Regions from separate parts of the Mus musculus genome. Here all the other regions are linked to region 7. Evidence: chromatin contacts called from public HiChIP or PLAC-seq, Micro-C and promoter capture Hi-C data. All regions are on one chromosome and are shown on one strand. The core of a region is the stretch at or near the end of the contact, and the rest is flanking DNA. Distances in the headings are between cores, read along the strand shown. Region 1 holds the start of 2310022B05Rik (RIKEN cDNA 2310022B05 gene). Region 2 overlaps Ttc13 (tetratricopeptide repeat domain 13). Region 3 holds the start of Arv1 (ARV1 homolog, fatty acid homeostasis modulator). Region 4 holds the start of Trim67 (tripartite motif-containing 67). Region 5 holds the start of Gnpat (glyceronephosphate O-acyltransferase). Region 6 holds the start of Egln1 (egl-9 family hypoxia-inducible factor 1). Region 7 holds the start of Nup133 (nucleoporin 133).

Evidence for each region. Promoter capture Hi-C pulls out the DNA fragments that hold promoters and counts their contacts. A called contact is a pair of places that touch in the nucleus more often than the background predicts. HiChIP or PLAC-seq counts read pairs in DNA pulled down with a chosen protein or histone mark. Capture Hi-C pulls out chosen DNA fragments and counts their contacts.
Region 1: a promoter capture Hi-C map of adipose tissue shows a contact between it and region 7, with 4 times the contacts expected there. The contact joins the promoter of 2310022B05Rik here to the promoter of Nup133 in region 7. A contact is called at or near these places in 4 of 39 promoter capture datasets (cranial neural crest, frontonasal cranial neural crest, hippocampal neurons and 1 more), 5 of 115 datasets of contacts at active chromatin or transcription factors (astrocytes, embryonic stem cells, memory CD8 T cells and 2 more) and 1 of 9 other capture datasets (adipose tissue).
Region 2: a contact with region 7 is called in an H3K27ac HiChIP or PLAC-seq map of large pre-B cells, with 4 times the contacts expected there. The contact joins the enhancer-like site here to the promoter of Nup133 in region 7. A contact is called at or near these places in 1 of 39 promoter capture datasets (cranial neural crest), 4 of 115 datasets of contacts at active chromatin or transcription factors (bone marrow-derived macrophages, embryonic forebrain, embryonic hindbrain and 1 more) and 1 of 9 other capture datasets (embryonic stem cells).
Region 3: an H3K4me3 HiChIP or PLAC-seq map of bone marrow-derived macrophages shows a contact between it and region 7, with 5 times the contacts expected there. The contact joins the promoter of Arv1 here to the promoter of Nup133 in region 7. A contact is called at or near these places in 5 of 39 promoter capture datasets (the 3T3-L1 cell line, cranial neural crest, liver and 1 more), 2 of 484 Hi-C or Micro-C datasets (bone marrow-derived macrophages and embryonic stem cells), 9 of 115 datasets of contacts at active chromatin or transcription factors (the NIH/3T3 cell line, astrocytes, bone marrow-derived macrophages and 6 more) and 2 of 9 other capture datasets (embryonic stem cells and liver).
Region 4: a contact with region 7 is called in a promoter capture Hi-C map of liver, with 2.1 times the contacts expected there. The contact joins the promoter of Trim67 here to the promoter of Nup133 in region 7. A contact is called at or near these places in 1 of 39 promoter capture datasets (liver), 1 of 484 Hi-C or Micro-C datasets (embryonic stem cells) and 1 of 115 datasets of contacts at active chromatin or transcription factors (stem cell-derived neural progenitor cells).
Region 5: a contact with region 7 is called in a Micro-C map of embryonic stem cells, with 5 times the contacts expected there. The contact joins the promoter of Gnpat here to the promoter of Nup133 in region 7. A contact is called at or near these places in 2 of 39 promoter capture datasets (both in liver), 1 of 484 Hi-C or Micro-C datasets (embryonic stem cells), 1 of 115 datasets of contacts at active chromatin or transcription factors (astrocytes) and 1 of 9 other capture datasets (adipose tissue).
Region 6: a contact with region 7 is called in a Micro-C map of embryonic stem cells, with 3 times the contacts expected there. The contact joins the promoter of Egln1 here to the promoter of Nup133 in region 7. A contact is called at or near these places in 1 of 39 promoter capture datasets (liver), 1 of 484 Hi-C or Micro-C datasets (embryonic stem cells) and 1 of 115 datasets of contacts at active chromatin or transcription factors (astrocytes).

What each region holds. Positions count from the first base shown.
Region 1 is chr8:124,661,837-124,665,089 of GRCm38.p6, forward strand. It overlaps 2310022B05Rik (RIKEN cDNA 2310022B05 gene), which reads right to left and starts at 1,533. Exons shown (of 4, transcript NM_175149.4): 1 at 1,012-1,533. The coding sequence starts at 1,347.
Region 2 is chr8:124,699,652-124,702,800 of GRCm38.p6, forward strand. Ttc13 (tetratricopeptide repeat domain 13) reads right to left here. Exons shown (of 23, transcript NM_001373939.1): 5 at 5-70. Among named protein-coding and RNA genes, the nearest start is that of Gm30273, 8.6 kb to the left of the region's middle. Within about 2 kb of position 1,525, at least 94 of the 459 cell types and tissues checked have an H3K27ac peak or open chromatin away from gene starts, as enhancers often do.
Region 3 is chr8:124,720,601-124,723,631 of GRCm38.p6, forward strand. It overlaps Arv1 (ARV1 homolog, fatty acid homeostasis modulator), which reads left to right and starts at 1,566. Exons shown (of 6, transcript NM_001368372.1): 1 at 1,566-1,742. The coding sequence starts at 1,584. It overlaps Ttc13 (tetratricopeptide repeat domain 13), which reads right to left and starts at 1,372. Exons shown (of 23, transcript NM_001373939.1): 1 at 1,137-1,372. The coding sequence starts at 1,362.
Region 4 is chr8:124,791,312-124,794,490 of GRCm38.p6, forward strand. It overlaps Trim67 (tripartite motif-containing 67), which reads left to right and starts at 1,708. Exons shown (of 10, transcript NM_198632.2): 1 at 1,708-3,179. The coding sequence starts at 2,590. It overlaps Gm46059 (a long non-coding RNA gene), which reads right to left and starts at 1,076. Exons shown (of 3, transcript XR_001778718.2): 1 at 1-1,076.
Region 5 is chr8:124,861,405-124,864,380 of GRCm38.p6, forward strand. It overlaps Gnpat (glyceronephosphate O-acyltransferase), which reads left to right and starts at 1,629. Exons shown (of 16, transcript NM_010322.3): 1 at 1,629-1,908. The coding sequence starts at 1,834. It overlaps 2810004N23Rik (RIKEN cDNA 2810004N23 gene), which reads right to left and starts at 1,625. Exons shown (of 7, transcript NM_025615.2): 1 at 1,481-1,625. The coding sequence starts at 1,568.
Region 6 is chr8:124,947,903-124,950,928 of GRCm38.p6, forward strand. Egln1 (egl-9 family hypoxia-inducible factor 1) reads right to left here and starts at 1,352. Exons shown (of 5, transcript NM_053207.2): 1 at 331-1,352. The coding sequence starts at 1,152. It overlaps Gm46060 (a long non-coding RNA gene), which reads right to left and starts at 323. Exons shown (of 2, transcript XR_001778719.2): 1 at 1-323.
Region 7 is chr8:123,947,727-123,950,760 of GRCm38.p6, forward strand. Nup133 (nucleoporin 133) reads right to left here and starts at 1,539. Exons shown (of 26, transcript NM_172288.2): 1 at 1,272-1,539. The coding sequence starts at 1,450.

The DNA of each region.
Region 1 (3,253 bases), core at 283-2,782, 710 kb after region 7:
ATCCAAGCACGAACTCCGTCCACGTCTTTATGGAGGTGCATATTTTTCACAATGAAATGCCTCAGCTCCAGGAATATATTTTAAGACTTATATTTTCATCTCCCACCACACCCTTGTTTTTCCTGGCAAAGCCCACAAGAGTTTCAAATGGGATGGGGAGCAGAAGGCAGTGTTGGCGGATAGCTAGCTCTCTGCCTTCACAATTCCCTGGCAGGAAAGTGGGTTCGTGACCACAAGCGTTCTGTAGTAACAAACACTGACGGATACCTGGCCTGAAAAAACCTGATTGAAATCTCATCCTTAACTGGTATTCCCTCCGCCTGGCACAACTTCTCCAACAGAAAAACAACAGCAGCAACAACAACAACAAAACTCTCCTAGCTTCTCCTCCCTGCCTCCACCTAAATGGACGTTCAGAACTCTAGCTGCTACCGATTTTGTCCTCCAAAACAAAGTTGAGTCCCTGAGGTACCAAGTCCATACTCTGGTGGCACAAAGGGCTTCAGGGAAACCATCTCTTGGTAAACCACCAGGTTTCTGAATAGTGCAGACTCCTGGGCCTCAAGAGCAAGGTCAGCCGGGAGCAATTCTAAGTAGTTATTTTCTCTTCCCCCAGTGTCTAGAGCCCAGGCTAGATAATCAGGCTTGCTGGAGGCATCTAAACTTACTCTGTGTTTGGGTGGGAACCGGGGCTCACATGTCAAACCCAAACACACTCTCTCCATTGTAGTCTACCAGGGACGTACCCCAGGGCAGCGGTGCCTGGCAGTCCCACCTTCCCCACTGAGGTCCTTATACTTAACACATGCCGGCCACTGAGTGATCAGGAACTATAGACATTTTTCCTGTTTCACATCAGAAAACTGAGGCTGTACGTCGTACACTCATCCAGGCTCGCTGGTTTCCTCTCTACTGTTCCCACTTTGTCTTTAAAGGTCCCTTCTCCGGGAGATTTCTGAACTCCCCCTCGCCGGCCACTCCGCCCTGGGTGGCCCGTCCCGCCGCACCCACCTCGTCGCCGAAGCGCACCAGCTTCTGGCCCGTGGGCCCGCGCAGGCCAGGGAAGCGCGCCGGGTCCCGCACGTCCCCCGCATCGGCGGCGGCCGCCGGGGCGCGAGGCCCCACCAGGCAGCGGTCGATGATTTCGTCCTGCTGCGCGGGCGGCAGCCGCGCCCACTCGGGCCCGTACTTCTCCCGGATCTTCTCCTTGTCCTGCATGATCTTCCTGGCCATGGGGCTCAGCGATGAGAAGTAGGTGAAGCGCTTCCGCTCCCGGTCGTCCAGCGGCCGGTTCCCGCTCATGACGGCCGAACGCGAGGCCGCGATCGCCGCCGCCATCGACGCCATACCCGGCCCGCGCGTCCCGGTCGGAGCGCCGCCTCCCGGTCCGCCCGCGCCCCGCCCCGGGGCTCCGCCTCCGTCTCCTCCCGGAGCGCCGTCCCTACCCCACCCGCTGAGCCCTCCTCCTCCGCCCCTGGCTGAGCACCGCCCCCAGACCTTCCCGGGACACCCTTCGTACGGGCCGCCTACGCCCCATCTGGTACCGGTCGGGACCACTAATCGTCCCTGAGCCCGGTCGGCACTTGAAGCCCCGCCTCCATCTGGAGCCCCGCCCCCACTGGAGCCCCGCCCCCGAGCTCCTCCTGTTATGGCCCTTCAATTTCTCCTCCATAGGACGCTTTCCGGGACCCTAGGGCATCTCTGGGGCTGCTACAGAGTCCCCCATACAAGCGCCGCCGAGATTGGAGATGACCACAGGGGTTAACTCAGGGCGAAGACCGCCATGGCGCCACGTGGCACTGATGACAAAGGAAACTTCCTCCTGCACGTGCCCAACCTGGCTTTCAATCATCCTCTCTCCTTTGCGCTCTCAGGCATTCATTGCTTTTTCAGGTTTGCGCTCTGTTCGCTGGGCGATCCACCACACTGAGCCGGGGGCTAGGCTAGGGCACTGACCCACCAGTTGTCAACCAGGAGGTTGGATTCCCGCCCGTGGAACTTCTTCTAAGCCTGGCATGGAAGCATCAGCGTGGGATACTAGCACTGTTTTGGCCTAGGCGGGAGACTCACGGCAAATTCAAGGCCAACCTGGGTTATATGGTACCATTATCCCCACAGAAAGAAAGACCCCTGCTAAAAGCATGCAGTGTGAGCGAAGTACCCCCTCTCAGAAGAGCTACACACCAAGGCCTCTTCAAACCCTCAAAGCCCTTGCTTTCTGATGCTTGCCACTGTGAGGCAGCAGTACACACACACACACACACACACACACACACACACACACACAGACACACACACACCAGTCTATTAAATCTCAGGACTCTGTCTTTAAAAATCACTCTTTAAAAAAAAATCCTAAGCAGGAATTAAAGAACTCTAGTCAGCAGCAGACGCTGGTCAGCGTAAGGAGCCTGTATTCCATCAGTTTAAGTGAGGGGACAACCCAAAAGCTTAAACTTCCAAAAATGGCCAAGCTAATCCTGGAATCTCAGAAATCATAAGAACTCCGGGAGGTTTGCTGACTACAAACAAACTGAAGAGGATGGAAAGTTCCCACAGGGAAGCAGATGTATCCCCAAAGGGGTCAGGCTTGCTGCTGAGACCACACGATTAAAGTTTAAGACAGGGCTGTGGGATGTTTGTGGCCCCATCCCACTCCCTGATTTTCACAAGACTAACAGGTCTCAGGTAAGCATGGTGTCCTATTCTGAAAAGCAACTAAATACCAACCGTGGCTTAGTTGTCTCTAAAGTAGCCCTTGTCTAACACTAAAGGCAAGTGCAGAAATAACTTGAATTCCCTGATATAAATGGAATGTCACAAATGTGTCAGGCTCTAATAAAATATATCACCACTGTCTTAGTTATGGTTTCCATTGCTACAACAAAACACCATGAGCAAAAAGCAAGTTGTGGAGTAGAGGGTTCATTCAGTTTACACTTCCCAATCGCTGTTCATCACCAAAGGAAGTCAGGATAGGAACTCCCACAGGGCAGGAACTTGGAGGCAGGAGCTGATGCAGAGGCCATGTTGGGGTGCTGCTTACTGGCTTGCTTCCCCTGGCTTGCTCAGCTTGCTTTCTTATAGAACCCAGGACCACCAGCCCAGGGATGGCACCACCCACCATGGGCTGGGCTCTCCCCGCCTTGATCACTAATTGAGAAAATGCCTCATAGCTGGTTCTCATGGAGGCATTCCCTCAAACAGGGCTCCTCTGACTCTGATGACTCTAGCTTGTGTCAAGTTGACACAT
Region 2 (3,149 bases), core at 275-2,774, 750 kb after region 7:
TCACATGTAGTCCCTTCTTTCCATAGGCTATCCCTCGGCCATAAATTGCACTAACCAGATCAGGCTCCTCCTAGTCAGACCAAAACAGAAACACGTCAAAAACTAGAAACAAAACAAAACAAGAGTCAGTTTCTGCTTAAAGCTAATTAATACTTCAAGAGGCAGCTCTGTATCTTTACGCTACTGTGACCCTTGGTGACGCTGGAGTCCCAGACCTGAAACCTGTCATGAGGAAATGTGCTCAGGAAGACTTAACTGCCCTGAAGGAAAGAGGGGAGGGACCTAGCACTGCCGAGCTATCTCACTGCACACTCGGCCTCCTCAGCCTCTCTGTGACTGGCACAGCAGCAACCACATCGCACAGAGGACCTGGGAGCTCAGGGATCGGGGAGGTGGGAGCGGGTGAATCTGGGCTGCCATGGCTTAGCCTGATGAGGCAGAGTCCTCTCAGCCACAGGGAGGGCAGCAATGCACTCCAGAATGTGCTGAGGAGTCATGGGAATAAGATATCTGACTCATATCTCTCCAATTTTTCCACTACTACCTGCAGTCCCTCCACAGAGGCCCTGCCGCCACGCTAGAGGTGTGATCTCTCCTCTGGGTGGGTGGAAGGAATACCAGCTTACACTGAGCCTCTGCCTCAGCCATCTCCTTTCTGGATGCTTTGCTACAAGGTCCTGGTTCAACTTGAAGAGCTGCACAGAACCACCCTGGGCTGGGCTCGTCACAGGGGACTACACTGCTCAGCCTTTGACCCGAGGCCTATGTCTACCCACACTACTAACAAGAGCACGTCCACACCTGTGCTGGTAAATGCAGACAAGTGAAGGGGAAGACACCATGCACTCAATTCTTAGAGCTGCTTACACAGGATGAGGACCTGTGGTCCTGGGGCGGAGACAGCAAGCTGCCACACTATGCATAAAGTCACAGAAACTCAACCCCAATAACTGTCCTGCTGGTTTCTCCTGAGGCCACTGGAGACACAACAAAGTCAGGCCTGTGATCCGAGCAGTAGGGAGGACAGGCAGGAGAAGAGTGAGTTTGAGGCTAACCTGGGCTTTATGGTAAGGACCTACCCCAAAACAATGGCAACCCAAAAGATCTGCAGAGAGAGGCAACAAGAACAGGCCAGACTCTGGTGAACTCCTGTGGCAGAAACCTGCTTGGGTCCCTCCTGGCTTCTTAACCTGTTGTCTGTAATCACTGTGCACCTACATGAAGATTGTGTATCTGCTAAGGAGGAAGAAGGCCAAGTGACAGGGTCACAGGGGAGTGCAGGTTCTGATGACATCTTAGAGCAATCGATGTCCCTAGGAGGTGACTACAGGCACTGTGTGCACAGGAGAAACTGCAGAATAGCAGAGACACTTGTGACAGAGGTGAAAGCCACACATGACCCCATGTTCCTGAGAGCATGTGTTCCTTCTGGTTATTTAAAACAAACACCTGTGTAGTCATCCACAAACAGAAGACACATTGTAAGCAAGACATACTACAGGAAACCAAGAAGAGCCACGCCTTTCCTGTGAATAATGAACCCCACGCTCAAACAGGAAGGAAGAGCGGGCGCTGCTGAGGGCACACAGGTGTGGAAGGGAACTGCCGTGGTGCGGGAGGAGGAGAAAGGCCAGAGGACCAAAAGGAAAACTGCCTGCCCGTGTCAGCAGAGATTTCAGTCCAGAGGTGACGTGAGAACAGAACAACAGTCTGGCCTGGAGAGGGTCTGGACACTGCTCACCTCGGTCTCACAGGAGCCCTGGGCTCCTTGCACTTGGGCTCAGATTTGGTATGGCTCAAATGTACCAAACAAACAGCTCTTCTGCAATGAACAGTTTACTGTAGGTGACCATAAACGGAGTCAGAAACAGGCGGAAAACAGTTATTCTATAGATGTGACCAACTTCACCTGATGCTGAAGCTGGCTCTCAGCGACACACACACACACACACACACACACACACACACCCCACACCATACCACACACACACAATGACCACCATGCCTCCTCTTGAAGAATCCGTCTGGCTCGTCTTTATGCTTTGTTCACCGGGTTTCTAAAGCTGCCCCCCTGTCTTCTACATTCTTCTCTGTGCCCAGATGTCTGGGTGTCCCACTCACCTGTGCTGTCACCCAACCCTACAATATTGTACTTCACACTGCCACCAGGATGCATGAGAGCCCACCACAGTATGTAACACATGTATGCGCATGCAGACATACGTGTGCACATCACATGTGGGGCCCAGGGAAGAATCAGTGGGTCAGACACCCGTGCTGTCTGCACGTGCTCGGTCACTGAGAGCTACAGCAGCGAGGCCACGCTGTGGAGCCCCACAGAAACTGAGGCCTCTCTCTGACCTCATTGCTCACCCTGTCCCTTCTCCCTTCCACACTTCCACTCCATGCTCAGAAAACCAGAACTACTTCCCAGCCATTTCCCAGAAACTAGTCTGGCCAAGAGTGACACTGTATGCTCCCAGTCCCCCGTCCCCAAAGAGGTCTTTCATGCCAGGACCTTTCCTGACTCTCTCCAGAACCTCGGAGTGAAGCATGGTTTCTCTTCCTCCACTACAGTGTGCTGTGTGGGCAGCAGCCACTCTGTCAACTTGGAGCCTATTCTTGGTGAGTCAGACTTCACACTAGTGGACCATGCATAGCTGCAGCACTCCTGCTGTGTGTTAGGAAGAGCAAGCAAAGCCAACACGGAAGGAGAAGGATTCTTGCCAAGGGATCACACACATACACAGGAGCAAAGTGAGTGAGCAGACAGAGTACAGGCAGATCCCCAATGGAGGAGAGAGCTGCCTGTCCAGCTGATGCCAGTGGAGGAGGTGGGGGGTGGGAAAGGGCCCAGATCAGCACCCAGGCAGAGGGCAGGCAGGCTGAGAGGCAGAACAGTAGCTTCCATGCGTGCAGGGCTTGGTGGTGGAGGTAAGAAGAATGGGTAAGGAAGGGACCATATTGTTCCGGGGTGCAACTGGAATTAATAGCAAAATTAGCCAGAAAACAATCCCAAACGTCCCTGGCAAAGGAGAATCCTTGCGTGTGGCTAGACAGAGCACACAGGCAGAGGGATCCGGACCTCGGCGGCAGCAGAGCTGGTGATGGTGTGGGTAGGGAGCGGGTGTGTGGAGTTTGAACTCGTG
Region 3 (3,031 bases), core at 316-2,815, 770 kb after region 7:
CTGATGAGAATAGCCCCTCGGCTATGACACGCTTACTTGCCTGTCCTGAATTTGTCCCCACAGTCTAGGACAGGTGCCTGAGGTAAGCGTCACAGAGTCCAACTTCCATGTAATCGTCCAGGATTGGGACAAACAGAAGAGAGGCATTTCCTACTAAGAGCCTTTGGTGGTTAAGACAAAATCTGTCTGTAAAGTTGAGCATGGAAGCTCACACTTGTAAGCCCAACTTGGAGGGTTTGTAGAGAAGGATCGTGGTAAATGCAAGTTCAAGGCCAGCCTGGGCTCAGAGAGACCCTTTCTCAAAAACAAAACCTCATAGTCAAGTAAACGGAGTCTCCTATTTACAGACAAGTTCACAGACAGGTAACCCCCTGCCCTGAATCAGGAGGTGACATTAACAATGGTCATTCGATTCACTAAGGAATGCTGGCCACATCAGCTGCAACAGTGTTGGGAGGCAAAGCCAAGACACAAAATAAGTCCAAAAGCCATTCCAAGAAGTCAGATGGTGCTCAAAGGAAGTCAGATTGCACTAATCTTGAGACTGCATCTCAGCTAAGAAACTAGGTAGTGTTTGGGTAGGCATATGGTGCTGAACATTGGTGGGATGTTTTAAAAGGCATTATCAGCCAGCTGCTACTAGGTATAGAAGACCCAGACCTTCCCCACGGCAAGTCGGAGGGACACCCACTGAGGGGAAGGGAGAGTGGAGAGGGTACTGATGGGTAAAAACGCCCACTGTACAACTCAAAACAGAAAGAGCATGTGCATTTTGCCCAGAGCCTGACCAATGAATGAGCCTGAGCAGCTGGAATGCACGCAGGAATCAGGCCTGAAGCTCTCTCTCTACCGTTGGGGGTACATCTGAGGAGCACGGGTCAGTGCTCATGTCACCCCGCAAATCCAACCTGCTTGCACCTCTCAAGATTGGATTCCTGAGGTGGGGATCGGGCAAATCACCTACCGGAGCAAGCAGAAAGAAGTCTGACTTCCTGGCCCGTGCACGCCAGCAGGCACCCTCCAGGCAGGTCCTTATCCCCGCCGCCCACCTGAGCCCATCCCCGGTGCCCCCACTTCCCAGATGCTTCCACGCTGGGCAGGGGCGGCCCAGGGAGAGGGCGGCTCGGCCCACTCACCGCACTCCGGGTACTGGTCCGCCCAGTCCCCCGACTGCGGACAGCCGCCGCCCGCCGGGGCCTCCTGCTGCTGCCGGTGCTGAAGCTCCTGCTTCAGCAAGGACAGCGGAGAGTAGTGCTCGGTGGCCCGCGCGCAGGCCAGCGCCCCCAGCAGCAGGAGCAGCGGCCGCACCACCGCAGCACCCAAGCTGCCCGAGCAGCCGCAGCCGCAGCCGGCAGGTGCCATCTTCCCGCACGGCGCAGGCGCGGCCCTGCTCTGCCCGCCGCGGGCAGGTGGGCGCGGCGCGCAGCCGCAGTACCCGCTGGGAGTTGTAGTCCTCGCCCTGTTAGCCTCAAGCACTCATTCAGCGCTTGGACTACAAGTCCCAGTAAGCCCTTGGGTGCCCCTCCCAAGGCCAGTCCAGGCGTCTTCCGCCAGCGGCCGGAAGCAGGAGCCCTAGAGTGGCCATGGGGACCGGCGGGCGTAGGGGGACGCGGTCCGGGAAAGGCACGGAAGGCGCAGCGGCGACTTCTTCCTCTTGCCTGTATCGTTGTATCGAGTGCAACCGAGAGGCTCAGGAGCTGTACCGGGACTACAGCCACGGCGTGCTCAAGATAACCATCTGCGTGAGCGCGCCGGGGGGCGGGGCGCGGCTAGGAAGGCGGATCCGAACTTGCTGTGGTCCGGGGCGAGGCCTGGGAGCTTGAGCACGTGGGGGAGGAGTGGTCCTTGTGATGGTGTGAAAGAGAAAGCAAGGATGTGCTTGAAGACTGCCTAGGCCATAGATGTTCTAAGACTTGTGGCACCCAGGAGTGGTGGCGCATTTCTATGACTCCAGCACTCCACTCGCATGCCAGGCAGGAGGAGAATCACGAGTTGGACTCCAGCCTCGATTGCCGCGAGAGAGAGAGAGAGAGAGAGAGAGAGAGAGTGTGTGTCTCAAGCGAATAAACGAGTGATGGAGAGAGATGTGATTCACTAAGGAAATAGGAATTGTAGCAGGAAGCGTGTCATTCTCTTGTTGATCCTGAGGAGATGGAAGCAGTATTTGAGGTCTGGTACTGTAGAGAGTTCTTAGAAGAAAACTGTGTCTTATCGGGGTACTTGTCAATTTAATAGTAAATAATACAACAATTTAACCGAAATGGAAAGCATTTACCACGGCCGGGGATGTTGCTCGCCATGTAGGGCAGCCTTAGATTCCGGCTCCAGCACCACGCCTGTAATCCCTGCAATTGGGAGATGGAGGCAGGAGGTCCAGAACAGAAAGAGAGGGAGGGAGAGAATGAATGTCTCTCTGTGTGTTTCCTCTTTATACTCTTAAGTGAAGGCAGGAGGAAGCAGTGGAGAGAGTTCTGGTGGGAAAGGACTCACTGATTCATCAGGTCCACTGATGGAGGAAGTCAGCGTGCTCCCTATGTGAGGATGGATGGACACAGGGTAGTAGAAGGAGGTTCTTTGGGTAGAGGTCACTGCCTCTCATTGTAACAGTCTTCAGATGGCAAGATGGCATGCTGTCTTAGCCTTCTAAACTGTCAGGTCCCTGAGGTTAGAGGATTGTGAGTGGCTCCAGGTGATTAGCTTCTTGGAGCCCATGAAGTTCTGGGGAAGGAGAGCTCTTGTCCTGTCGCATCTACAGCACGAACATCTGGCTGATAAGTGATACCGAAGGAATAGGAGGAGTTTTGTGTTTCCTGATGCTGGTCTTTCCCCTCCTGCTTCCAAATTTGTCTGCCTCCTTGTCCTGACATTTGGGATACTGTCCAGAAGTGGGATTTAGCTAGCTTTTAAAAGACAGAGAGGGACTTGCCATTTTAACAGTTTCTCTTGGCACTAATGGTGCATCTCTGGGCTTGGGGGAAGAGATATAACCTCCACATCTGTGCAGAAAAAGGGGATCTGGGAAGAGCCTCCG
Region 4 (3,179 bases), core at 458-2,957, 840 kb after region 7:
ACAGGGTTTCTCTGTATACCCTGGTTCTCCTGGAACTCGCTCTGTAGACCAGGCTGGCCTCTAACTCAGAGATTCACCTGCCTCTGACTCCTGAGTGCTTGGATTAAAGGCGTGCACCACCACCTTCCAGCTTCTTGAAGAGCTTTCAATAACCCAAGTTGTGACTCTCCTAGACCTTAGGATCAATAGTGACTTTCTGAAGAATTTCTTTTTTTCAGTGTATTGCTGGCAGGACCAGGTGACTGAAGCTTCATCTACAGAGAGTGGATTAGGACAGTTGCCGCCTCCATACCCACCCCCACCCCCACCGTGCAGCACTGCTTCCTGAAGCAGGGCTAATTGGGATGTCCGGTTTAGCAGGAGCCTACCCTTAAACATGGAGCCAGACTTCTGTAAGCCATTCAGCTGAACTGAGATGCATAGAAAGTAGTCCAGAGCATTTACTGTAACAATTTGGCACGGACACATATATATATTGTTATAGTATTTTCCAGACTGGACAGGTGGAAGCAAGCTGCAGGACCCCGGAAGTCCTGTAAAGATATGGGCTTCACTGGGGTGCTTTGCAATGGCTTTCCTGGTGACCTCCCTTCCACCAGAGGTTCTATCCCTTAGGCACAGAGCCAGGCCAAGGCAGCTGCCTCATTAGTCTGTGGCTTCATTTCTCTCCTCCTGCTATCTTTCCAAATGCTGACAGTGGCTGGGGCCCTGCATTCCTTCAGCAGGAGTCTGCGCCACGGTTGCTGTTTTTTTTTTTTTGTTTGTTTCAGTTCAGCAGAGTCTTACTATGTAACACCCAGACTAGCTTGGAAATTACTATGTAGCCCAAGCTGGCCTTGAACTCATAGCAATCCTTCTGCCTAGGCCTCCCAAGTGCTAGAATTACAAGCACGAGCCAGCACGCTGACTGACACATCCTTTCTAAATCGACAATTTCCTTGTCTGTTCCAAGCCAGCTTGAATCGCACAGGAAGAGAGGGCCGCGTGGTGCGCATTTCGCTCCACGCGCTCTTCCCTTCCAGGGCTCGCCCTTAGCTCTATGCCCAGCGCGTACTTCCTTTCTCTGGGCAGCCGGCACTACCCAGCGCAGAACAGCGGGCAGACGGCAGCCAGGCGCGCGGGCGGCGACGTTGCAGGAAGCTCCCATTCATAAAGAGAACACCTGCTCGCTGCCTCCCGCCTCTCCGCACTCGCGAGCAGCCTGGGGAGGTTGTATTTGGCAACCTTCACCGTGTCCTCGCCAAGTCCTCCGGCCCTCATCTTCCACGACTAGCCCCAGTAGAACCAAGGAGACAAAAAAAAAAAAAAAAAAAGGCTTGTAAAAAGATGCATAAATCAAACCTCGCCCTTTGGCGCGAGGCTGTCCGACATTTTGTGCCTTGAAAGCTTTTTGCGGGGAGGAAATAGATTTAGGAACCGACTGTCGCGCTGTGTTGCGAGGCCTTTTTCAAGCGACTGGCCTTTTAGGGACCGCTGTTTACGCTTTCATGGTGGCGAGGAGTGGGCAGGGCGGGAGCTGGCCAGGGTTGCTCTGGCAAGCTGGGCGGGGCGCCGTGCTAATTCACCGTGCAGTCTCCATCCGTAACGGAGCAGTTCTCCACAATGATCCTCCCCACGAAGCCCTCCGACCCGCCCCTGACTGCCAGCCGCGAGAGGCGAGCCCTCATTCGCTGAGCTGACGCCTGGCTCCCCGCCCCCCGCCCCGTTACTCTCGCTCTGGAAATTACAACTCCTGGGCGCGCGGCACGGCGGGCGGGCGGGCGCGGGAGGCGGTGGGGCCGGGAGGGGGATTCCCGAGCCAGCGGGTGCTCGCCCCCCACCCGCCGCTGCAGCGTGGCGCGGCCAAGGTCAGGGGCGCTGCAGGAACCGGAGCCGGCGAGGCCAGCCTGGGACGCTGCTCAATACCGGCCTACGAGGAGGCAGCTCAGAGAGCAGCGGCCCGAGCAGCGGTACGGCGACGGTCTCCGGGCCGGGGGATGCCGAGGTGGCCGCGGCTGCACAGCAGCCTGGCGGAGGATGCGCGCGGGAGGGGGGACGGGCGCGGACTCCGGGCCCATCCTCTCGCGGGCGCTGTCCGCCGTCTGGTGGTGCTGAACCAGCCCTGGCCCCGCCACTCGGGCACTGGCCAAGAGCTGGGTAGGGGCGGGGCGCTCGCAGAAAGAAGACTCGGGGCAGCGGCGCTGCGGAGTCGGGCTCAGTAGCCTTGCTGGCTCACAGCAGCGGGTCACTGGTCCTTCGTGGAGTGGAGGCACGAGGTACCCCGGACGGCGCTACTGCTGCCTATTCAACACCTGGACAACCTCGGAGGCCACCGCGAGGGCTCCCCGCCACCTTCAGACGGCTGCCTCCGGTGAGGGAGCCTCGCCTTCAGGAGGTGAGGACCCCTCCTTTCTCTGGCGGCCAAGCGTCTTAGGGCGGTGGCCTGAGGACAGAGAGGGGGCGTGCCACCCTCGGGTGAAGACAGCATGCCCGTGAAATACCCCCGCCTCCTGACTCAAGAGCGCTGACATCGCCAGCCCAGCTGCGCTTGTCTTCGGAGCCTTGACCATTCTTGGCTGGTCCCGAGCGGCTCTGGCCGCGGGCGCGGCGATGGAGGAGGAGCTGAAGTGCCCAGTGTGCGGATCCCTGTTCCGGGAACCCATCATCCTGCCCTGCTCTCACAATGTCTGCTTGCCGTGCGCCCGCACTATCGCGGTTCAGACCCCGGACGGCGAGCAGCACCTGCCCCCGCCGCTCCTTCTTTCGCGAGGTGCCGCCGCCGCCGCAACCCCTCCGGATCAGGACGCAGCCGCCGGCGCGACCAGCGGAGGCGCGGGAGCTAACACAGCCGGAGGCCTAGGCGGCGGGGCGACCGGTGGCGGAGACCACGCGGACAAGCTGAGCTTGTACAGCGAGACTGACAGCGGCTATGGCTCCTACACCCCCAGCCTCAAGTCCCCCAATGGAGTCCGCGTGCTGCCCATGGTGCCTGCGCCCCCGGGCTCTTCGGCCGCCGCGGCCCGAGGCGCCGCCTGCTCCTCGCTCTGCTCGTCCTCCAGCTCCATCACCTGCCCGCAGTGCCACCGCAGCGCCTCCTTGGATCACCGCGGCCTGCGAGGCTTCCAGCGCAACCGGCTACTGGAGGGCATTGTGCAGCGGTACCAGCAGGGCCGTGGGGTTGTTCCGGGGGCGGCTGCAGC
Region 5 (2,976 bases), core at 379-2,878, 910 kb after region 7:
AGGGCCAGGTCTCATGACTTCATGATCTCCAGGACCCACACGGTGGAAGGAGAGAACTCACTCCTGTGGGAGGTGTTTTCTCACTGCATATGGCGGGGTTGACACACACCCGCACATACATAAATAAATAAAGTAACCGGAAACCACAAACACAGGCAACACTTTCAGAAATCAAAATCCTGCCTTCCTTCCCAGATAGCTGCATACACCTCTGACCCTTAGTAATACAATTACGCTAGTCCTCACACCCGGTGCCATCAACGTCATAGTTCCCAGGACCATGTTAAAAGCATTTGCCTCTATACTAGCATGTCTTTTTACCACACTGCAGGGTTACAGGTACATGTCCGGGTTCTTCTTGTTTTCCTTCGGTTTTGGATTTAAAGGGAATCCAGCTAAACTTTAATTGCTTTAATTTGAATACCTTTACTTTCTACTCTATTTCTCATCTTCAGTTTGTTTCTTCTGCTCAGACTCTCAACAGTGATCTGAAATTTCAATCAGGCGTCTAAGCCTCAGTACTGACCTACAGTATGGGCCCAGGAGCTTTCTGAATACTAGCTGTGTACTTGTGGCCAATGTAACTCTGCCAGTATAGATATAAAAATGAATAGGTAAAGTCCAGGTAGCTGGGAAGTAACTACCGTAATGAATTCCTGCATGTGTGAATATCAACTGTATCTAGGATTTTAAAAATTAGTCTTAAAACTTGTGAAAGTCAGCCAGGTGGTGGTGGTGGCGGCGGCGCACGACTTTAATCCCAGCACTTGGGAGACAGAGGCAGGCGGATTTCTGAGTTCGAGGCCAGCCTGGTCTACAGAGTGAGTTCCAGGACAGCCAGGGCTACACAGAGAAACCCTGTCTTGAAAAACCAAAAAGAAAAAAAAAAAAAAAACCCAAACAAACAAACTTGTGAAAGTCGGAGGCCAAGTGTTGTCGGTGGACACAAAGAACCTAACACAGCGCAGAATGTGACATCAGGCCCTAGACCTTGAGACTCGAGCTCTTAAGGAGGACCTTTATGAAGATGTGTGTACATATATGGGTTGCTCTGACAGTTAATGAGGGAAACACACAAAAATGCATGTACATGTACACCTGGTACGTTCTTCCAAGTTCTCAGCTTGCTTTTGCTTTTTAATCGTGTAAGTGAGCTTGGAATTTTGAGCAACCGCTCCAAAATAAAAACAATACAGCGTTTGTTACGTGTCTGGTTCTAAAAGTCAGGCAATCAACGTGAGCTCTTCTGCCTGCCAGTGCCTGTCCTTCTGCGAGTGGCCTGCCTTTAGTAACCATCTCTGATTTTATTTTCCTGCACAGTGAGAAGGAGAGCAAAAGGTCGGCCAACAAGTGGGGGAGAAGGTCCCGGAGAGGGTAGCGCTTGCGGACATGGCTCCAGGAGACCACGTGGGCCGTGGTCCCGCCGCCTCGGGATGCGTTTCACTGTCTTTGGCCGCCTCCTCCCAGGAGCTACGCTCACCCAGGTCGTAGAGGGTCCGCAGAACGGCGTCCAGGAGTGCCTCCGAACCAGGAGGCTCAACGGAGTCCGAATCGTGCTCCGCCGCCATGGGAATCAGCACGGAGACCCCCCCAGATCCCGCCCAGTGCCCACCACTTCCGCTTCCGGCGCGGCTTCTGCGCGTGCGTCACGGTCCCTGCGCGGCCTCGGGCCTGGTTAAGATGGCGGTGCCCGGGGTCCCGTGCAGTGGCCGTACGGAGTGCCACTGTCCTGGGCAGACGGGAGCCGCCCCGTGCGAAAGAACCGCCCCCAGCGGCTGCACTACAGCCGTGTAGCAGACCAGCCCAGGCCCCGCCAGGGACGGCAGCCGCGCCATGGACGTTCCTAGCTCCTCCAGCTCCCGATTCTCGGTCGGCTCGGCCAGCCCTAGCAGTGTGCTCCTCTATGCGGTAGGCGCCTGGGAGGACCAAGGCCCAGGGCAACGTCGCGGGAAGGACAGTCCCTCCCCGATCCCTATGTCCCCAGCCCACGACCCTTGCTTGTCTTAAAGAGCGGGTCCTAACCCAGTTGGGTACGTGGCTTGGTATCCACGGCAACCATGTGTCTGCGCCTCGGTTAACGCGTCTGCTTTTACAAGTTTGTATCGATGGCGGTCCCTCTGTCCCTTCTCCCCGTCAGGCCGGGAGCCCCCGCACACAACATGAGGGGAGCATTAGAGTTCTGCCTGTTGAGTAGTAATCTTAGTCCTGACCTAGCCCGAGAAGACTTTTGGGTCTCCACCTCCCGCCTTCTCCCCAGCCCTCTACCTTAAGTATTCCTGAGAGAGAAAAATATTCGGCTACAATATGCGCGTAGAGTTTTTTTTTTTAACTCTTACTTGGAACCTCAGGAAATTACTGTCTTCTATTCGTTATGTTTGCACAAGTTTCTGAGTAGGATACCCATTGCCACTGTTTTCTGTCCAACTTACCTTCTACACTACCCCCTTCCGCCCCCCACTTCCTTCCTCTTCTAGTTTTAACTGGTGGTTTGCCCCGTTTGGTTTCCAACAGAGTGTTGGTCACTTACAATATTCACGAGCAATTATCAAGGTGGAGACTTCGTGTGCTTTCACTCCGTGGGTTTGCACAATTACGGGTGGGGTGGGGTGAGAATTTGCTTATTTTTATGTGTATGAGTGTACCTGCATGTGTGTATGTGCACCACGAGGTGTCTGGTGCATCAGAGGCCAGCTCTGGGAATTGAGTTACAGATTGTGAGCTGCCCCAATGTGGTTGCTGAAGGAATGACCCTTAACCCTTGTGCCATCTCTCCATCCTCGGGGGAGAGTTAAAAAAAATCTTAATTAATTATTTTTGAAACAAGATTTTCTTGGTTTGTTCTCTGGCTTTGGCACTAGCTGTGAAGCCCCAGGCTTTCTGGATCTTGCATTCCTCATGCCCTCACCTCCAGAGAGCTAGGATTATAGTCTACACCACCACTCTTGACAAAAGTGCCTTTCAAAGGGTATTTCCATG
Region 6 (3,026 bases), core at 102-2,601, 1.0 Mb after region 7:
TGAACCTTTCTGGGGGCAGCTGACAGAGTCCTAGCTAAACACAGTGTCTGGCTCTCAATCAGAGCCGGGTGCGCGCTAAAAACCGCGGGGCTTTTAACTAGCTCAGGCACACAGGCAAGATAAGATGCATCACCCAGACCCGGTGTAGCTGGTACCCCAACGACCCCCACGAGTGACCAGGGCTCCGGCAGGCTCTGCACTGTGCACTGTGGCAGACAGTACAAGGACAAAAGGAGCCACGCTAAGACAGAGCGCCGGGCCCCGGGTCTGCGGGGGCGGGGGGTGGTCCTCACAGACCCTCCTCCGGTCGCAAGAGCCCCAGCCACTTACTTTCGTTCGGCCGTTTATCCTGTAGTTGCCCAGCTTCCCGCTGCAGTGGCGGATCAGGTCGTCCATGCTGCTCATGAGCAGGCCGATGGTTTCGCAGCCGGGCTCTTTGCCCTCGATCCAGGTGATCTGGTCCCCCCGGATGTCCTTGGAAGAGTCACTCTTCTGGCTGACCAGCTGCCCGTCCGTGAACTTGCCGGTGTCGTGCAGGGCGCGCACCTCATCGCCGATCTGCTGCCCGGTCTCCCTGCCCAGGAAGTCGTCCACCACGCAGATGCCGTGCTTGTTCATGCACGGCACGATGTACTCCAGAGCCAGCTTCAACGCGGGCAACGGCTTGGTCTGCCCGTTGGGCCGCAGCCCTCCACCGGGACTCAGCGCCTCCCCGGGGCCGCCACCCGCTGGGCACAGGCTGGCGCGCTCGGGGCCCGGAGACCGGCTAAGCGGAGGATCCTCGGAGCCGGGCTCTGCTGGGCCGGGGCCGCTCCGGGCCTGCGCCGCGTCCTCCGGGCCCGGTACGCGCGAGGCCGCCGCGCTGTCCCCGCGCCGGGCCGCCCCGCCGGCGCGCGCGGCTCCGGGGGCCCCACCGGGCGGGGGCGCGACGCGGGGCTGCGCCGGCGCGGGCTGCGCGCGGGGGGCCTCGCCGCCCTGGCACACCAGCTTGTGCTTCTTCCAGTCCTGGCGCTGGTGCTCTTTGCAGCAGTAGAAGGAGCTGCGGCAGCGGCCGCAGCGCAGCAGGTTCTCCATCTTCCCGCACAGCTCGCAGTACTGCCGGTCGCGCTCGCTGGCGCTCAGCACGCCGGGCCCGCCGCTGTCACTGGCCATGGCCGCGGCAGGGCGGGCCGCGGGCCGGGAGCGGGGCGGCGGCGGGGCCGTCGGGGCGCCCGCCCGGGGCCGCCGCCCGCTGCGGGAGGCCGCGCGCGCCCTGGCCTCGCCTGCCTTGCCCGGGGCCGCCTAGCGCCGCATCGCGCCGGAGAGAGCGCGGCCTGCGCGGCGCACAGCGCCCTGGGCGGGCGGGCCCAGCCGGCTGCGTCGGGGCGGGCGGGCAGGGCGCGGGCCTGCGGGCGCCACTCGCTCCGCGCGCGCTGCACGTACACCACGGCCCCGGCGACCCGGCGCGCGGGCGGAGAGGGCGGGGGCCGCGCGCACGCGGCGGGCCGGGCCTAGCGGGCGGGCGCGCCGCTTCCTCCGCCCTCCCCTCCTCCTCGCGGCTCCGCCCGGGGCGCGCGTCGCCGGCCTGCGCGCGCGCAGCTCCACCTGCCTGTCCGGGCCCGCCGGCAGCGCTCCGGGGCTGCCTCGGCCACCTCGGTCCCGCGGAGGAGGAAACGGAAGCTCAGACGGCCGCTGGGCCGCTCCAAGCTCCGGGACGGCCGCTGCGCGCTCCCGGTCTGCTGCTCCCCGGAGGCCGCGGAGGGCACAACAAAGGCCCCCCGGGCAGCCTGCTCCGGGACCGGCTCCTGCAGTCGCCGGGCCTGGTTCTGGCTTTGCTTTGTTTTTGCTTTTCTGCGGTCCTTAAACTCTTGAGATTTCTCCCGGTTCCGGTTCGAGACCTCTGGGTTAAGTAAGGTAATCAGGGCTCGGTTCCAGATCCGCATTCAGGCCTGAAGCTCTCAAGAGCATAGTCCGTGAACGAAGCTGCACAGGGAGTTAAAGTCTCACATTAGAATCTGCCAATAGTGTCTGCAGAATTATGAGGATTATTACGGGCTTTCTTTGTTGTCTTGAGACGCAGCCCGGTAGTCCTCGGAAGTAGATTCTCCTACCTCTTCTGGTCAGTGGTAAGGTGATTAGCGTGAGCCCTCTTTGCCAACTCAGTTATCTGCATTTTGTTTGATTTCAGTGTTGTAAATTGAGACGAACACACTAGTTGCTGTTTCTTTGTTTTTATGAAACCTTCAAACCTCATAGAGCTTGGCACGGTGGTAAACGGCTTTAATGCTGGCACTCAGAGGCAGGAAGATCATTGTGAGATTGGGGCCAGCCTGGGCTACAAAGTGAGTTCCAGGATCAAACGCACTTGCACACACAGCTCAGAGAAACAAACCAGAGACTGTCGGTTCCACGTGTGATTTGTAGTAAGTAACTAGTGGGGCCGGGGCAAGGAGAATGACGGGTATATTTGGAGCTGCAGAGAGGGAAGCAAGAGCTGTACAGGTTGAGGACCAACCTGCTCTATGTGGTGGGTTCTGGGACAGCCAGGGCTACGGAGTTCGACATGGTCATACAGCCTCCAAAACAGAAGGACCTCCCTAGGTGCAAACATTTGTCATAATGTACACACACGGTCGTATACTTGAGTGTAGCCATTGGGACAGACAGCCGAGAATTTAAAATTGCTGTTTGGATGCCAGGGGGAACACAGAAACGGGAATTGTTAGCTCTGCCATTTGAATGAAGTTGCAAGCAAACAACTCCGAAATGTAAGAGCGACAACATTTACACGCATACACTTTGAGAATAATCTTGAAGCTGAACATGGTGGTAGCACACGTCTGTAGTGCCAGCTCTTGGGAGATGGAGACTGAGTTCATCTTTGCTTACACAGAGGCCACCCCTGACTACATGAGCTCCTTCCCAGTGCAAAAATACAAAGCCATTTTGATCTGGGGGTGTAGTTCAGGGGTACAGTGCTTGCTTGCTGTATGCAAAGCCCTCAGTTCATTTCCCGGGACCAAAGAAAATATTTTTCTGAAATGCAT
Region 7 (3,034 bases), core at 289-2,788:
AGACTAGCTCTGATCCAGGGTCCTCCTACCTTAGCTTTCCATGTGCTAGGATTTTAAGTTGTGTACTACCATGTCCAGCAATACCTTTTAAAATAATTTTAAGGCAATAGTTGTCAGGTACTTTTGAGATTAATTTACTGGTTTTTTTGTTTGTTTTGAGCAAAAATGATGTATCAGAACATATATGCATCTTACTATCTTTTTAACCCATCATATATACATATATGTGTGTGTGTGTATATATGTGTATATATATATATATGATTGTATGATAGATAGATAGATATCGAAAAGCAAGTGCTCTTATCCCCAGAGCCATCTTTCCATCCCAGAAATTCACTTTTGAAAGATGAACAGAAGAAATTCTTCTAGAAAAAGGTAACCCAATTCTGAATTTTCGTGTTAATTACATTGAGGAGGGTAACAATTCTACTATACATGTGGACTTGGCAGCACACCAGCATCTTTAGTGAAGCACGCTCTCTCTCTCTCTCTCTCACACACACACACACACACACACACACACACAAAGTGCTTTTATGTAACCTAGTCACAACCATCACATTTTGTGGCCCAAGTCCTTTAACTGCCAATCAGTATGTAGTAATAAGCATTTGCTAGGCACTGAGAAAACATTTTTGCCAGGTTTGTAGGCTCTTACCATGACTCAGATAGGTGTACTGAATCCTGAGATGCTGAGATCCTGACTTAAAGCTGGAAGTGTTAAACAAAATGATGGTAGCCAGACAAGCTACTGCATGCTTGAAATAGAAGAATCTTAAAAGTGGATTGAGCAAAGTCAGCCTAGGGTACGTAGCATGGGCTGTCCCAAAGTGGACAGGACTGAGTTCCAGGCTGCATTCCTACACTATATCACAAAAAGACTACACCAGACCAAATGTTACTCGTGTCAAACGCCACAGAGTCAAACCACAACTTTAAACAAACAGCAGCCCGACACTGACCTGTGTCAACATAATAAAGAAATGACTTTTTAATCTTTACAATAATCTGAAGTATGTTCCTACCTTGCAAGCGTAGTGCTCAAAAGGTTCTTTCATTCTTTTCTGTAGCGCGGAGACAGAGTGAATCCATGGGTCCAATAAAGAGTTAAACAGAGAACGGGCAAAACGAGGGCCACCATTAAGCAGCGACAATAAAACGCGAGAATGACCAGAAGTACTTTCGAACTCTGCGGCAGCTTACCCCACTGCCAGGCTCCACCTCCCCGCTGTGGAGCGGACCCCGCTGGTCCCCGAACCCCCACTTACCGTGAGCTCACCGAGCTGCGCCGGCCTGCGGGCGAGAACAGCACGGGCGAGTTAACCGCAGATCCCAGAGACAGACCCCTCCTGCTCGCTCTAGGCGTGGACGTGGGCCCGATCCCGACTAGCGGACCGCGTCGGGTCCCCGGCCCTGGGGTTCGCGGAGAGGAGACGCTCGGAAACATGTTTGCAGAGAGCGTGGAGGAAGCGGCACTCGCGGGCTAATAGCGAGAACCTCGCGCGCCCGGAGCTTGAACACCTGAGGGGCGGGAAGGCGCCTAGAGATGACGTAAGGGGGCGCTCAGCGAGTAGGGAGGGGAAGGCGCATGGCAATGACGTCAAAGATCGGCGCCGAGACTCGGGGCAAGGTCGGAACTGGGAGCGCTTTGTTGACGTCACATCCAGTACCGGGGAGGGGCGGGGCAGGCGATTTGGAGTCCTGCGACCCGATTCACCGCGGTGGATCCAGTGCTCCGGACCGAGAGCTTGCCAGAAGCGCCGGTCTCCGGCTGGAGCTGACCCTCCGCGGCGAGCGTGGGCTGGGGAAGGAGGCGCCCGTGGGCGGAGCTGAGGAAGTCGCGCTCTGGGCGGCGGTGGTGTGCTCACAGTTTTTCCCAACCTAATTCAGATCGGTTCAGGCTTGTTCTTCGTTCGATTGTCTGGGCTCTGCAGCGGGTTGCAGCTTTTTGCTTTCCAGGCACAGCTTGCATTTTGATGGGTCTGTCCTACTGCCGGAGATTCGGAAATGACAGTGCCCCCAGTCCCCGGGCATGTTCACTCTCATCGCTGCCCCTGAAGTTCCAGACCCTAGTAGAAGCCGATAGCAGGCGTGCACACAGTTCTGTTAGTCCTCTGCGGCTGTTTCGGAAGACCGTAGTGTGTGTATGGGGGTGTCTTTTCCATTCTGCTCCCCACATTACTAAACAGTGAACTGAGATTAGCCCGAGGCTGTACTAGAGTTTGTAAATATTCAGGGCTGATAACTGCCCAGGGACCCTTGCTGAACTTGTGAGGTCCCTTGTTACTTCGGGTGGCCTTTCCTTTTCGGTTTTTTCATTGTGTCCCACTTAGACAACATTGTAGCCAGACTTTTGACCACTTTATGGGTTCCTATTTCTACCACTTGTCTCCCTCTCAACCCCCCAACACTAGGTAGGAGAAAGAAGGCTAGAGGAAAAGGGGGCTTCGATATCCGTAGACTACTTCCTGCTGATAGAGGCATCGAGTTCCTTGGGGCAGTTTTGATCTTTTAAGAGCTCAGAAAGCCAGAAGGAGGGCATTGGACTCTGAAGTTAGTTACAGGGGGGTTGTGCGCCACCTAGCATGGGTGCTGGGAATTGAACTCGGAAAAAAAAAGAAAAGCATTTAGAAGTAGCTACTTGAGCCAGGTGTGGCTGCACACACCTATAATCTCTGTAGGACCAGAAGTTGTTCAAAGCCACCCTGGGCTACATGAGACACTGTCTCAAATGCCAACAAACAAACCCAATTACCTGAGAGACCATTATGGACACAAGGTTGTTAGGCATATCAGAAGTAAATACAGTGGGAGGGGGTAGGGGGAGAGAGAACATGGAAGGGAGGAGTCATCTCTGCCCTAAGGATGAGAGAAAGCAGCTTTCCAGTCCACAGTCCAGGAGAAACGTGCGCATGCGTAATGGAGCCTTTAATTCTTGCAAAGTGCAGTGTAGGAGAATTTCGGTTTCTTTTTTGTTTTGGTTTGGTTTGGTTTTCCGAGACAGGGTTTCTCTGTGTAGCCCTGGCTGTCC